2 separate regions of the Mus musculus genome follow, and region 2 is linked to region 1. The links are chromatin contacts, called in public Hi-C maps. All regions are on one chromosome and are shown on one strand. Each heading gives the region's core, a stretch centred on a gene start, on an enhancer-like site or on the middle of the called end of the contact. The rest is flanking DNA. Distances are from core to core; before and after follow the strand shown.

The links. Hi-C and Micro-C count contacts between places; a contact is called where the count stands out from the background.
Region 2: a contact with region 1 is called in a Hi-C map of uterus, with 3 times the contacts expected there. The contact joins two enhancer-like sites. A contact is called at or near these places in 22 of 39 promoter capture datasets (the 3T3-L1 cell line, 3T3-L1-derived adipocytes, the C10 cell line and 14 more), 9 of 15 datasets of contacts at CTCF or cohesin (the G1E-ER4 cell line, embryonic stem cells, hippocampal excitatory neurons and 4 more), 194 of 484 Hi-C or Micro-C datasets (the AML12 cell line, B cells, the Ba/F3 cell line and 81 more), 17 of 115 datasets of contacts at active chromatin or transcription factors (astrocytes, bone marrow-derived dendritic cells, embryonic stem cells and 7 more) and 1 of 9 other capture datasets (embryonic tail).

What each region holds. Positions count from the first base shown.
Region 1 is chr9:8,703,053-8,709,391 of GRCm38.p6, reverse strand. The region is part of intron 3 of Gm32014 (predicted gene, 32014); the gene reads left to right. Among named protein-coding and RNA genes, the nearest start is that of Gm32014, 35 kb to the left of the region's middle. Within about 2 kb of position 3,826, at least 4 of the 459 cell types and tissues checked have an H3K27ac peak or open chromatin away from gene starts, as enhancers often do. A contact at or near this core is called in uterus, where this site is marked.
Region 2 is chr9:8,967,028-8,973,366 of GRCm38.p6, reverse strand. It overlaps Pgr (progesterone receptor), which reads right to left. Exons shown (of 8, transcript NM_008829.2): 8 at 4,756-6,339. Among named protein-coding and RNA genes, the nearest start is that of Pgr, 70 kb to the right of the region's middle. Within about 2 kb of position 2,841, at least 24 of the 459 cell types and tissues checked have an H3K27ac peak or open chromatin away from gene starts, as enhancers often do. A contact at or near this core is called in uterus, where this site is marked.

The DNA of each region.
Region 1 (6,339 bases), core at 2,577-5,076:
GACCTGCTTGAGTTCCAGTCCTGACTTCCTTGGTGATGAACAGCAGTATGGAAGTGTAAGCCGAATAAACCCTTACCTCCCCAACTTGCTTCTTGGTTATGATGTTTGTGCAGGAATAGAAACCCTGACTAAGACAAATTGGTACCAGCATAGTGAGGTATTCCTGTGAAAACCTGACTAGGTTTTGGGGAGGACTGCGGAAGGATTTTGGAACTTTGGGCTTGAAGATCCATTTGTTGTTAAGAGCTCCGTGGGATGTTGTGTAGGAGCTTGGAAGATAATGTTGAGAACAGTGCAGAAGATGGAGGTCTGGCTTGTGAAATTTCAGAGTGAAAATTAAAGACTCTTTTCAGGGCCATTGCTATTTTGATTGGGAAGATTCTGTGGTTCTGGTTAGCTGGGGCTGAAGAATCAGCTGTGATTAACAAGATACCAGTTTTCACATAAAGTGAAACTTTTGCATTACTGGGACTAGTGATGGTGGTTAGCTGGAGCTAAGAAATTAGCAGTGATTAAGAAGAGACCAGCATCGTTGAGATGACATCTTCTGGGAAGTGTTTTCTGAAAGCACAAAGAGGCTGTGTTCCAGAGATAGCCAAGGTTGTACTCCTGCTGCAGGAAGTCAGGACTGGAACTTAAGCAGGTCAGGAAGCAGGAGCTGATGCAGAAGCCATGGAGGGATGTTCCTTACTGGCTTGCTTCCCCTGGCTTGCTAAGCTTGCTGCAGCAGGACTTGGTAATGTGTAAGGGTCACCCAGGTGGCACTGGTTTTGAAGGCATGAAGGGGTCACACAGAGCAGCTGAGACTCAGCATTGTGAGAGGCCATGGAAAGCCATTGGTGAAGATTCAGCCTCAGTTGCAATTGACGGCCCAGGACTGAAAGGGTTATGCAGTGTTTTGGAGATGCCAGTACCATGAGATGACCACCAAGAGCAGCAGTAGCAGTGGAGTACTGGCATCTGGAGCCTAGAGGATGATGCGTGTGCTACAAAGGGCATGGATGGAGAAGTGACCCAAGCCCTTGGAGGAGCCCAGAAGATTGTGAGTTGGATCCCAGACATTGGATGGTTAGAGATTGATTTTTGCTTTTGATTGTGACTGTACCCTGACATTTTCCCTCTTGAAGGAAGAAACTATTTTAGTGGATACCACAGTTAAGAGACTTTTAATTGTAAAAAGACTTTGGATTTTTAAAGATATTGGACATTTTAATGGGGTTGACTTTTAATATGTAAAGACTGTGGGACTTTTAAAGTTGTTTAGATCTTGGGGATGAATAAGAAATTAAGGGTTGAGGCTTACTAGTGATGTGTTTGTGTGTCAAGTTGACAAGGGGTCAATTGTACTGGCTAGTTTTGTGTCAACTTGACACAGATGGAGTCATCACAGAAAAAGGAACTTCAGTTGAAGAAATGCCTCCATGAGATCCAACTGTAAGGCATTTTCTCAATTAGTGATCAAGGGGGAAAGGCCCCTTGTGGGTGGGACCATCTCTGGGCTGGTAATCTTGGTTCTATAAGAGAGCAGGCTGAGCAAGCCAGGGAAGCAAGCGAGTAAAGAACATCCCTCCATGGCTTCTGCATCAGCTCCTGCTTCCTGACCTGCTTGAGTTCCAGTCCTGACTTCCTTGGTGATGAACAGCAGTATGGAAGTGTAAGCCGAATAAACCCTTTCCTCCCCAACTTGTTTCTTGGTCATGAGGTCCTGACTGAGACAATCACCAAATTAGGTTTTAGGTCACAGAAAGGAGAAAAGTAGCTAACGAGTTGGTGGGCTGCTGTGATTTTCTACATGGGTTATTGTTACAATTGGAGTTGAAGGAGGTCAAGGATGGATCTAGGAAAAGGAAACATGAAAGCTAAGAGAAAATTAGCTGGATATGCTTAAGCAAATCCCAGAGGTCTCATGGCACCAGTTAGTTCTGATAAATGGCACAACTTTCCAGAGTCATCCTGCATCAGCGTGAAAATTGAACAGGGTATCAACATGTGCTAAGAATCAGGTCAAGAATGCTTCCATTTGAATGGTATGTATTTCTTCCCATTAACATCATAAAGAGCTCTATATTACTGTAATGTAGGCAGGTGCAGGTGTGGGCCTTGGCTCTCTCATGCTTTTTCTTCCTGCCACAGCCATTGGTTCAGTGCCTCTTCATCCAGGAATGGAGCCTATCCTTGCTGTCATAGCCATTGTTTTGGTGCCCCTTCATCTAGGAGTGGGGCCTGGTATGGCTTCCTCTTATCCACTTTGTCATGTTGACCAGGCTTGGTCTTTATACAGGCCAACACACTGCTGAGATTTTAATGGAACAGCATATTTGTATTTTAATTCATCCACTTTCTTAAAATTTAATACTATGTGTTTTCTTTTATAGCAGTAAGCATGTATTATCATCCATTCAATATTTTTAAACATCAGTGTATTCCAGATATCATTGATTTAGACTAAAAACAATGGGCATAGAAGCTACACAAACAGGAAGCACAAACAAACTGAGGGAGTCTGGGCACAAACCCAGTAATTTCTGTGTGATGTGTAAGCGTTACGACAGACTCCCAGAGGTGATCAAGAAACCGTCTGTCTGGGTCACCCACAGAAAGCTTTAGTGCAAAGAACAAGTGAGTAGCACGTTTTGAATACTTAGGAAGCATGACGACAATTTGAGATGTATTACCACACAGCTGTGGGAGATCCAGACCATTGGATGTCTAATGTGCTGTAAGGGCTACGCTTTTTTTCACTAATATGCTTTTATGAGCTTAAAAGTCATTTCAAATTCATCCACATGGGCATATGCTCTTATCAAACAAGTCAGGGATTGTCTACAGCCCTTGTGACTAGGGTCAAGGGTTTGCATTGCTCTTCTCCTGAGGGAAGGGTCCTTCCCCAGCTTGCTCACTGAATGAGTTCTCAGAACCCTGGTGATCCATTCACTAAAGCCCATCTTAATAAAAATGAAGAACTGTAGTTTATTCAAATTTCTTAATTTCCCTATCAATTTCTCCACCTACATAATGTATATGACCGTTATTTCTTAAATAGCACACTCAACAAGTAACCTATATTTCATCAGGATCTCTCCACAATAAAACAGCCCACAAAACACAAGCCAGGCCCAGTGCAGAATCTCTGAAGACAAAGGAGTGACCAGTGAAGGGATGGGACCCATTGACCATCTTTTCCTCTGTCCTCCCCTCCTTTCCTTCCTTCCATTCAACTGACTCTGCTCAGACTTTTGGAACATGTGCATCTTTCTAAGTTTCCAGCCATCATCTTAACCAAGGCCACCGTCACTCTTCCATTTCCAGATAGCTTCCTGACTGGTCCTCCAGCATTCCCCATGGACCCATAAGGCACTGCACAGAGAGAAGTGTGTAGCGGCTTGCTGCTGTGAGTTCCCTTCCCTCTGTCATAGCTGCCCATCTCTGTGGGCCCTCTTCATCCCTCTCCCTGCCCCCACCTTTGTCTTTATAGAAGACCACTCAATGATTTTTTTTGTTTGTTTGTTTATTTTGTACATGAAAGCTTGCTTTAGTATCTGCCTATGGTGCTTCCAAGCTGACAAAGGGAAACATTCTATAGCATTTGAAATGTAAATGAAGAAATACCTAATAAAAAATTGGAAAAAGTTAAAAAAAAAAAACAGTCTAAGGACTTGCTTTCCTTTCTTCTTCCCCTCCCCACCCTCATTCCCCTCCTCTTCTCTACTTTCCCTTCCCTTACTTCTTTCTTTTCCCATCTCCTTTCCTCCCACCCTGTTCTGTCCTGACTTCTCCACCACTGCTCTTTCGAAGTCTCTCTTTCTGTGGTCCAAGCTGACCTAGAGCTCAGTATGAGCTCAGCTGACCTTTAACTCTTGATTCAGTCTTTTAAGGGATGAGATACCATGCATGTATCACCACACCCTCCAAGTCCTGGTTTCTTTAGTACATTTTTTTTTCCTGTAATTTGTATCCAGCTCTCTAATTCATTGCTTCAAGAAATGAGGTTTAAAAAAAAAAAAAAGAAAAAGAAAAGAAAAGAAAAGAAGAGAAAAGAAAAGAAAAGAAAAGAACAGAGGTTTCTGTCCCACATCAACCCTATCAAATTATATGTCCCAAGGCTCTTCCCTTTCCCGGGAGAATATACATTTAAGAATAAATTCTACTCTCATATTCCTATCCAAAATCAGTTTTTAAATCATCTGACAACTAGGAAAACAAAACAAAGCTTTCAGACTATGTTTCTGTGTGGTCTCTCTGTGTGCACAACTGTATCTCTCCCTTCCACCCTTCCTTCAGTTCATTCTTAATAGGTTATAAATGACCCATGAGGGAGCCATACGGCCTATTCCCAAATACAGCCCACCCCAGATTAATCTTTGTGTGGTCTTAATAAGGTTTTAGATCACTGCCCTTACCCTCTTGGCCTTGTGATTTAAAAGGAAGTGGTGTTTGGGAGCTTAATGGAAATATCTATAAATGAGAGTCCCATTGTGCCAAACACTTTATATGTGAGCTAAAATTACACCCCTGTCTTAATTAAAAAAAAACACACACTCTCAATTTTAAGTAGAAATAATTGTGTTTTGCCTCTTCAATTCCATTTCTTTGTTTGAAATTTGCAGATGATATCACCTGTGTATGTAATGTGCAGTGTGATGATATGAAGCACAAATGCAAAAGACAAACAACCCCTAGTCCACCTTGCCTACATTCAGCACAGTATTCACGGAAGGTCCATGCCATACCATCTAGATCATGTTTTGTTTATAGTTCAGGTCTCTGATTTCCTATGAGCCAAGGATAATTTTGATCTTCTGATCTTCCTGCCTCTACTCCTTTAGTGTTGGGGAGTGAATCCAGTGCCTTATGAGTTCTGGGCAAGCATTCCACCACCTGAACTAAGCTCCAGCCCCACACCAGGCATTCTTACACGTGTTCTGCATTACACTGCCTTACCTGACACTGCCCTTCCCAAAATGGGTATCATGGAAGTAGGTTTCTTAAGGCTTTATTTGTTCAGCCAAACATGTCCATGGTTCAATACATGGAGAAAGCATGCATTAATGTGAAATGGATAAAAAAGTTAAAAATATTTTGACGTCAGAAATTTTCAGCATCTTTAAAGGGGGGGAGGTGTAGTGTCCAAAGCATTTATGAGTAGATTCTGTAAAAGTGTATGGGGTTAATTATTCTCCAGAAAACCTTTGTCCTCGTCATGCCTGGGGATGGGCTCACAGCCTAGGGCTGATAGGGAGAGCAAACCGAGAGGTCCTTCCCTGTTACCCTACATGGAGTGTTCTGCTGTCAGAGACCTCTACACAGGAAATGATTTGATTTTCAAGTGCCAGCTGCTTCTATGGTCACATTAGAGTGTTTAACTCTCGGGCCCTGCTTTACTTTCAGACATTACCAGATCCAGAGTATGAGACGCAGACTATTATTTTTACTCCCCCTCCTCAAGCTTCAGTTGTAACTCATCAAAAACAGAGCTCATGGTGACTGAGAACAATCAGGTCACAGCTTGAATTCTTTTTGCAAGGAAAAGATTGGATTATATCCCTGGTGTCTCCTCTGGTAACACTAACACTTCCAAGCTCTTGTTAAGGAAAGTGTTCCTGTTTGTGTGACACACCACCATACCCTGAGCCCACATGGCCCTTCTGTTTGCAGGCCTCCTGAGTGGTTGCTTATCTTTTAATCTATTGCATATTGTCACACAGTGTTCATCAAGCCAGACTCTGTCACTTGCATGCAGAGGCCTCCTGGTATGTTCTGTGGGCTAAGCAGAACTTAGAATGACATAGCTGGAGAGTTGGAGACAGGGAAATCATCTTTCATATTGCTCTCTGATATTTGGCTTTCATTCCCACATTAATGGGTATAGTAAACGTAGGCAGAGAAAACAGCCTGAATCAAATTTAAAACATTTCAGTGCTTGGTTGATGCCATTAATCCAGAGATCAAGGATTTTGGAGAGTTACTCTCGCTGGTGGTTTTCTTACAGTCTTGAGACTCAGTACAACAGTTGTACATAATTCAATAATTTTACTTTTCCTAACTCCAAAGTCAGTTCCATAAGATTAACCAACCACAAAGGGCTCTGTGGGATCATAAAGGGAACCATTCTCTTAGTGTAGAATATTTGTTGCTGCATAATTTTTAAAAGTTTCTGTTAACTTTCTTCCTGGACCACTGTAGTTTTGCTTCACTGGTTATATTTCTGTTTTTATCATTCACTTACTCCTATTAAGGATCTGGGGCCAAGACCTCTGTATAAGAACATAGGTGTATCAAGACACACCAGGCTTATTTCTCCACATATATTGCTCATTCTTTACATGCTCCCCTAAACTG
Region 2 (6,339 bases), core at 1,592-4,091, 260 kb before region 1:
ATCTTTTTATTCCTACCCTATACTGCCACACTACTGGGTAGTAGCTACACATTGGACGTGCTTGTTTTGTATTTGTTGGCAAATCAGTGTATCTCTGTCCCATTGGCTAAGTCTGGAGCTCTTCTGGCCTTGCCTCAGTGCCTACACCAGGGGTTTGAGGTTGCAGGTACTTGCAGCTCTGGGGATGTTGGAGGAGGAGTACAGTTTCTTTGGGTGCTCATCTGGATTTTAGTGGTTGGTAAAACCAAAGTTTCTTAGTTTTATATTCTTTATGACAAGGATTTTTGGTTTCAACACAGAAGCCAAACAATGAGGCATCTGGTCTGGTGTCCAGCAGGTTATCTGTGTGTTCATCTACTGTCGTCATTCTGTCAGTGCCTCTTGGTAATGTCTCACAAAGCCTTCTGGAAAACTAAGGAGGTCACGATCACCCCAGCTCTTTATGTTTATGACCCATCATTTGCTCAGAATATTGCAACTTCCTTCAAAACATGCTCCCTGCCTCCAGGATGAGTCCTCCCTAACCCCATTGTCTGTACTACGGAGAACATCTTCTAGAGCATCACACAGAGGACACTCTTTTCATGTAGAGCTACATTTTCATGCGATACTATGGTACACAAGACCATATATATTTGGGACTTGGATTTCATTCTGTCACATCAGTTTTGGCTCCACGCTCTCTGGCAGCACCATGTCCGTGTATTTTTTCTTTTAGTTTGTGCCTCTATTGTTTACAAGATTGGAGGACTCTTCCCTTCTTCTTGATTGAATGCTAGCTAAGCTAATTCCTCAACTACTTTACATGTTTTTCAGGATGTCTTGACTCACTTTGGAATCTGCTATTATAAAAATTTCCTATGTGTTCTTGACTCTCCCTTTTTTCACTGTGTAATACCCAGATCTTTGATTATCCATCTTTCCTCTCCACCCAACTGTAAACCAGAGAAGAGAGAACTGGGTACTGCTACAGTCCAGCAGGGTGATGTCTTCCAGTTGAGAATGGGATGATGCCTAAAGTAATGCTTCTCAACTTCACCATTGTTACTTCCACCTCCACCATAACCATCACCATACCACTTCCACCACACCTCCACCACACCTCCACCACACCACCACCACACCACCTCCACCACAACCACCACCACCACACCACCACCATCATTTCGGTTCTGTGTTCTGGGCATATTTTCCCTATACTTAAATAGGTAACTGAACTGACAATGACACATTGAAATAAACTCTTTAGAAAGTTGGTAGTTTCAGAGTTAAACCTGGTGCTTTGATTGACTGTGGGAGTCAGAAGAGATAATTTGCTTTTAGCATTTTTCTCTTTGTTTTAAGGGGAAATATTAAGATCTTAAAAACAAACCAAACCAAACAACAACAACAACAACAACAAACCTCAATTAGTTGACATCTAGGCAGAGATATGGATTGGTGACTTTCCCCCTAAACCATGTAGCCTCCAATTAGAACAATGAAATCCTTAAACACCACAGAGCATTTTCTGGGCTTATTTACAATCTATGTTTGCATAATGACTGGTAATTCTTCGAACATTTCTCATGTTGTTGACCTGGCACATCACCTTTTGGGGTTTGTATCATCCTGTCATGGATGTTGCTCAGTAATTAAGAGGATGATATCTGCTTTTATGTCAATGAACTTTCCAACTGACCTAGTAAGCCACACCTCTTTTTTCCAAGTTCTTACACGTTTCCTCTATTTGTTTCAAAGCATCAATTTGGAAAAATTGTTTTTTTTTAATTGTTGTTGTTCTTTTGAAATACTTTAAAATTAGATGTCACACCTCTCTTATTTTTCTTGGAGCAATGATTACCCCAGAAGAGTTAAAATACACAGAATATTTAGATCAAAAGGAGACATAGTACAGATGAAAATGATGGCCGCAGAAGGCAGTCTGTCTATCTCTGCTTACCGTCTGAAATTCTAGGTAGAGTTTCTACCCAGTGGAGACTGAGCAGGGTGCATCTCTGTTTTTGACAGCTATAGGGTATACTGCTATTCACTCGCAGGTTCTTTTCTTTCTGTTTCTCTTATAAGTCATAAAGCCCTCAGGAATAAAAGCTAATACTCTAGTTGACAACTGAGTTCAGAAAAGCTATGATAGGAGTTCATTGGCCGTTTTCCTATTTTAAAAAGTTAAAAAATTGTGTTTACCAAGTTAAGTCTACATTTAAAAATCCAATCACACCAAATATATTGCTGCATGGTCCAGTAACTCTAAGTAATATGAATTTGAAGAAGACATTAAAAAACAAAACAGCTGCATATGTAATAGAAACACAGTTTGATGAACAGATACTTTAAAATCAATCTTCCTGGAGCAAGGAAGACAACAAAAGTTACCTCCAGTGACAAAACACTTTAAGCCACTACTGAATGAAATAGCTAATCATGAAAACTCAAAAGAAAAGTAACCAAGTGTTAAGCTTCTTATATACCCTACAAAAGAAAATCATATTTAAACAGGTTTCATTTACAGTAATGTCTGAAAAATTGGTTACTATTGGGGTTGAGCAATTTCAAAAGACAATTTAAAAATAAAGTACAATGTATTCCTGAAAACTATTTACAATGCGGCTTGCATATTTTACTTATATTGGTCTAAATATGGGCCATGACACTGATGTCACTCCGAGAGTTAATAATACTGCAGCTTCCTGGAAGTAATGAGCAGAGTGGCCTTTCATGGCTGGTCTCTTCACATTTCTCTGAAAGTGCCCTGTCAGTTAAAAGCTTTCAACCAGCTTAAAAGTAATGCTTTCCCCCATTTCGCCATGAGTCGTAAGAAGGCAAACAAACCTGTGTTTAACAATAAGGTCAGCGTGACATGAGGCAACCAGTCCAGTAAATCGAAAATGAGGTCGACATTCTGGGACTCATCCAGCAATCCTGTAAGAGTTTTCCAGACTCCCCAGCTGCACGGAGCTTGAAGGAGCCTGGGAGCAGCCTCCAGTCAGGCCCAGAGCTCTGCTTTGGAATGCTGTCAACTCTAGGAGGAGAGCAATCCTCTGCTCCCCTCCCTTTGCAGTAACCAGGCTCTTGCTGTTATTTAACTCGTCATTAATGCCTCATAAACTCTTAAATTCTTCCAGGGAAGAGAAGAATAAAGGAGACTACTCTTTGCATTTTATCTTAAAATGGAGACAAAGTCTAACTGTGTGGCCCAGGCTGGTTTAGATTGTGCAATCCTGCTTCAGCCTACATAGTCCTTGGGGTCCAGGAAGGCACTAACACACACAACATTTAGATTCAGTTTTGAAGAACTAACTTTGGTGAATGTTAGGTCTGAGAAACTGGTAGTCTGCAGGGTCTCCCCCAACCATGAGTCTAACTAAAGGTGGAATTCAACCTGAATCTGGCTATCTAGGTCTTGTTGAACTTCGATTCATATCATGATGTGGAGCACAATGCCTATCCAACTGTATTCCATCCTGTGGATGGACAGTTAGATGCTCTATGGCTTTTCACTCAATTTTAGTTTAAAGGCCAGAGGGTATGAAACAATGTTATACTAAAGAAGTGGTAGACTGAAGGTAGAGGTAGACAGTGAACTTGGTGCCCATCCCCAAATAAAGACAAGAGTACCATCATGGACTCCTGGTGATATTCTGCTAATGAAAATTATGTCATGACCTGGTGAGTGTGTGTGAGCAACTTGGGAGTTGACAGTCTTTTCCTAGAGTATCCACCTTTGGATTTCTTTTGGAATTTAAGAGATGAATATGTTTTCTATATCTAAAAGGCAGATCATAGGAAAAAGAAAGTTATGCCTTCCTTAGTGTCTTCCTCTTGTCCAACTCAGTCTATCCTAAAGAGAGTGGTTGCTGAACTATGCAATAAAAAATAAAGATGTATTTTAAAAATATGGAATAAAAATTGTGAAAAAATATTCTTAAGTCTTGAGTGCTTCTTGTACATGAGGCTACAGAGTTTTAAAGAGATTTAAAGGGTTCATATTCCAGCCTGGAATGTGATTAACAAGGAAAAACAGAGATGATCCAATTGTTCCTAGCAAAAACAGAAATTGTAGCAGTTATCAAAGGAATTAAGGCTACCAGATCCAGTGGGCGGGGAAAGTTCTTATAATCAGAATAATACTATTTGGGGAGTTGATTGTATCATAAGTTTTGGATCCCATTGTCAGTTGGTATAGATGAAGAGAAGAATAACTTTTCATACAGTTTGTTAGAGAGCTGTGCTCTGCTCTGCATAGGATATTTAAGAGTTTGTGGGAAATGTCAAAAATTAATACTGGTTCTATTAGATATTATAAGCAAAGGGTGATATGCTCTTTAGATTTCTTATACATTAGGCCCTAAACTCAAAAAACTACATTTTATTCAGGAAAATAAATAAACACACATTGAATTGATAAAAATATTTCATAGTAAACAGTGGGAGAAGGAAAATAATCAGATTTTCCAGATCCCAGGTTTCACTAGTGACTAGAACAGATTAACATGGCAAGGTTATAACAAAATTATGGCATAATGAAGATGAAATTACGGAAATGCTATTTCTGAACATCTCTATATATGTGTACAGATATATATCGTGTGCTTATTATTTGCAAAGCAGTTGGGTAAAGTTTAATGAAATAGCTCTATATTACACTCATGTAGCCAGCAAGTAACCAAGAAGTGAGTAATCATAGGATAGCCCTTTATATACATCATTAAGTCTATCACTATAGTTGGCAATAATTTAGAAGTTACAAGTTGATTTACTGTGGCTATTTAAAAATATTTTATTTCATACAATGTACAATAGTAAAACTTAAAGTTAAGTGTGAAAAAGTACAATGGAAAAGCATTGCCTAACTAAACATGCCATGTGTTTATACACCAGAAACAAAATAGTTCCACAAAACAATACTGGGCATGACATCTCTTTAGACACAAATCATTTTTCTTTTTTTTTTTTTTTAAATATGTCAGTAAACAAAATCATCTAAGCTTCAAGTATTTCCTTTGTTCTTAAGCTTTTATTTTAGTTTAGAGCAACCCAAAGAGCATGGTCTTCAGAGTGGAGATAAAGGTTATGATGACTACACAGGCATGGAGTCTCGGCAGTTGGAATTGTAGATTAAAAGATTTGGAGATGAGATAACTTCCATTTGCTCATGTCATGTTCTTCTGGGAATATTTTTCTTTCTAAGCTTAGCCTTAAATATTAAAACCTGGTGTTTAGACATTTAAACTACCCATGGAGATCAAGGTCAAGACTGTCAAGTGTTTTTAGACAGTTCCAAAACAAGGGACACTATAAAATTCAGTCCTGGGGCCAACATACTCTATTTCCTCACTGTTAAATGAAATTAGAAACTTTTCATTATTTTGAAAGTTAAACTGTGCTGATATACAAAGATAACTACTATCAAACTAATCCTTTAATTCAAAGGAAAACTAATTGAATAATGAATAACTGAATAATGATTGTATCTAGTGTTTCAGGGTTCATTACTTTACTAAAAGGACTCATGACATTGTTTTTGGGTCACCAATCTCTCACAACGAATACAACTGCCACAGAACAAAAGTTCCCAGGTATTCTATTTGAGAGATCTTAAAAATATTTTATTTTATTTATATTTTTGAAAAATGGTATTAAAACTTTTCCAATATACAAATATACACAAAAGTTTAAAGCAAATTAATTGCTGGCAGTTGCCTAGATTAAATAATTATTAATTTTAAAATACTATTTTTTAGCACTTATCTCATTCAAGTTGCATATAAGTAATGCTGTAATGCCTTGCACATATTAAACCTTAACGATGTAGTTTATATACTACAAATATCTAGTGACCCTGCACTTACCAGACATATTTGTACAACTCCTGGGCTATAACTTCTTGAGTTATATACAATTTCCTTTAGCTCCAGTTTCTATTAAAGCTTATTCATATGATTTCTTGTGCTCACATTACACACTCAAAAATATTTGTTGAAGAAAATAAAAAAAATGCAGGGAAATTTTTACATTGAGGTTTGCAATATAAAACATGTCAGAGTTTATAGAATCTTTTATAGGGAAGGAATTAATATTCCATTCATTCAGCTCAGAACAGGAAATGGACCGTTTTCTTCTAATTGCATATAAAATGTGCTCCCATGACGTAGTCAAAAAAGGCAAGTTACCACAGGATGGGGAAAATATAGCTTGGAAATGAAGAAAAACAAAGTTGCAGATAAAAGGAATAATAAAGACACAAGAAGAGGTTTATCAATGTCACTCAGAAGACCCTCAGCAGGACGAATGTCACAGTCAACTCTGTCACAAAACACTATGGTCTTTCCTTAGCACGAG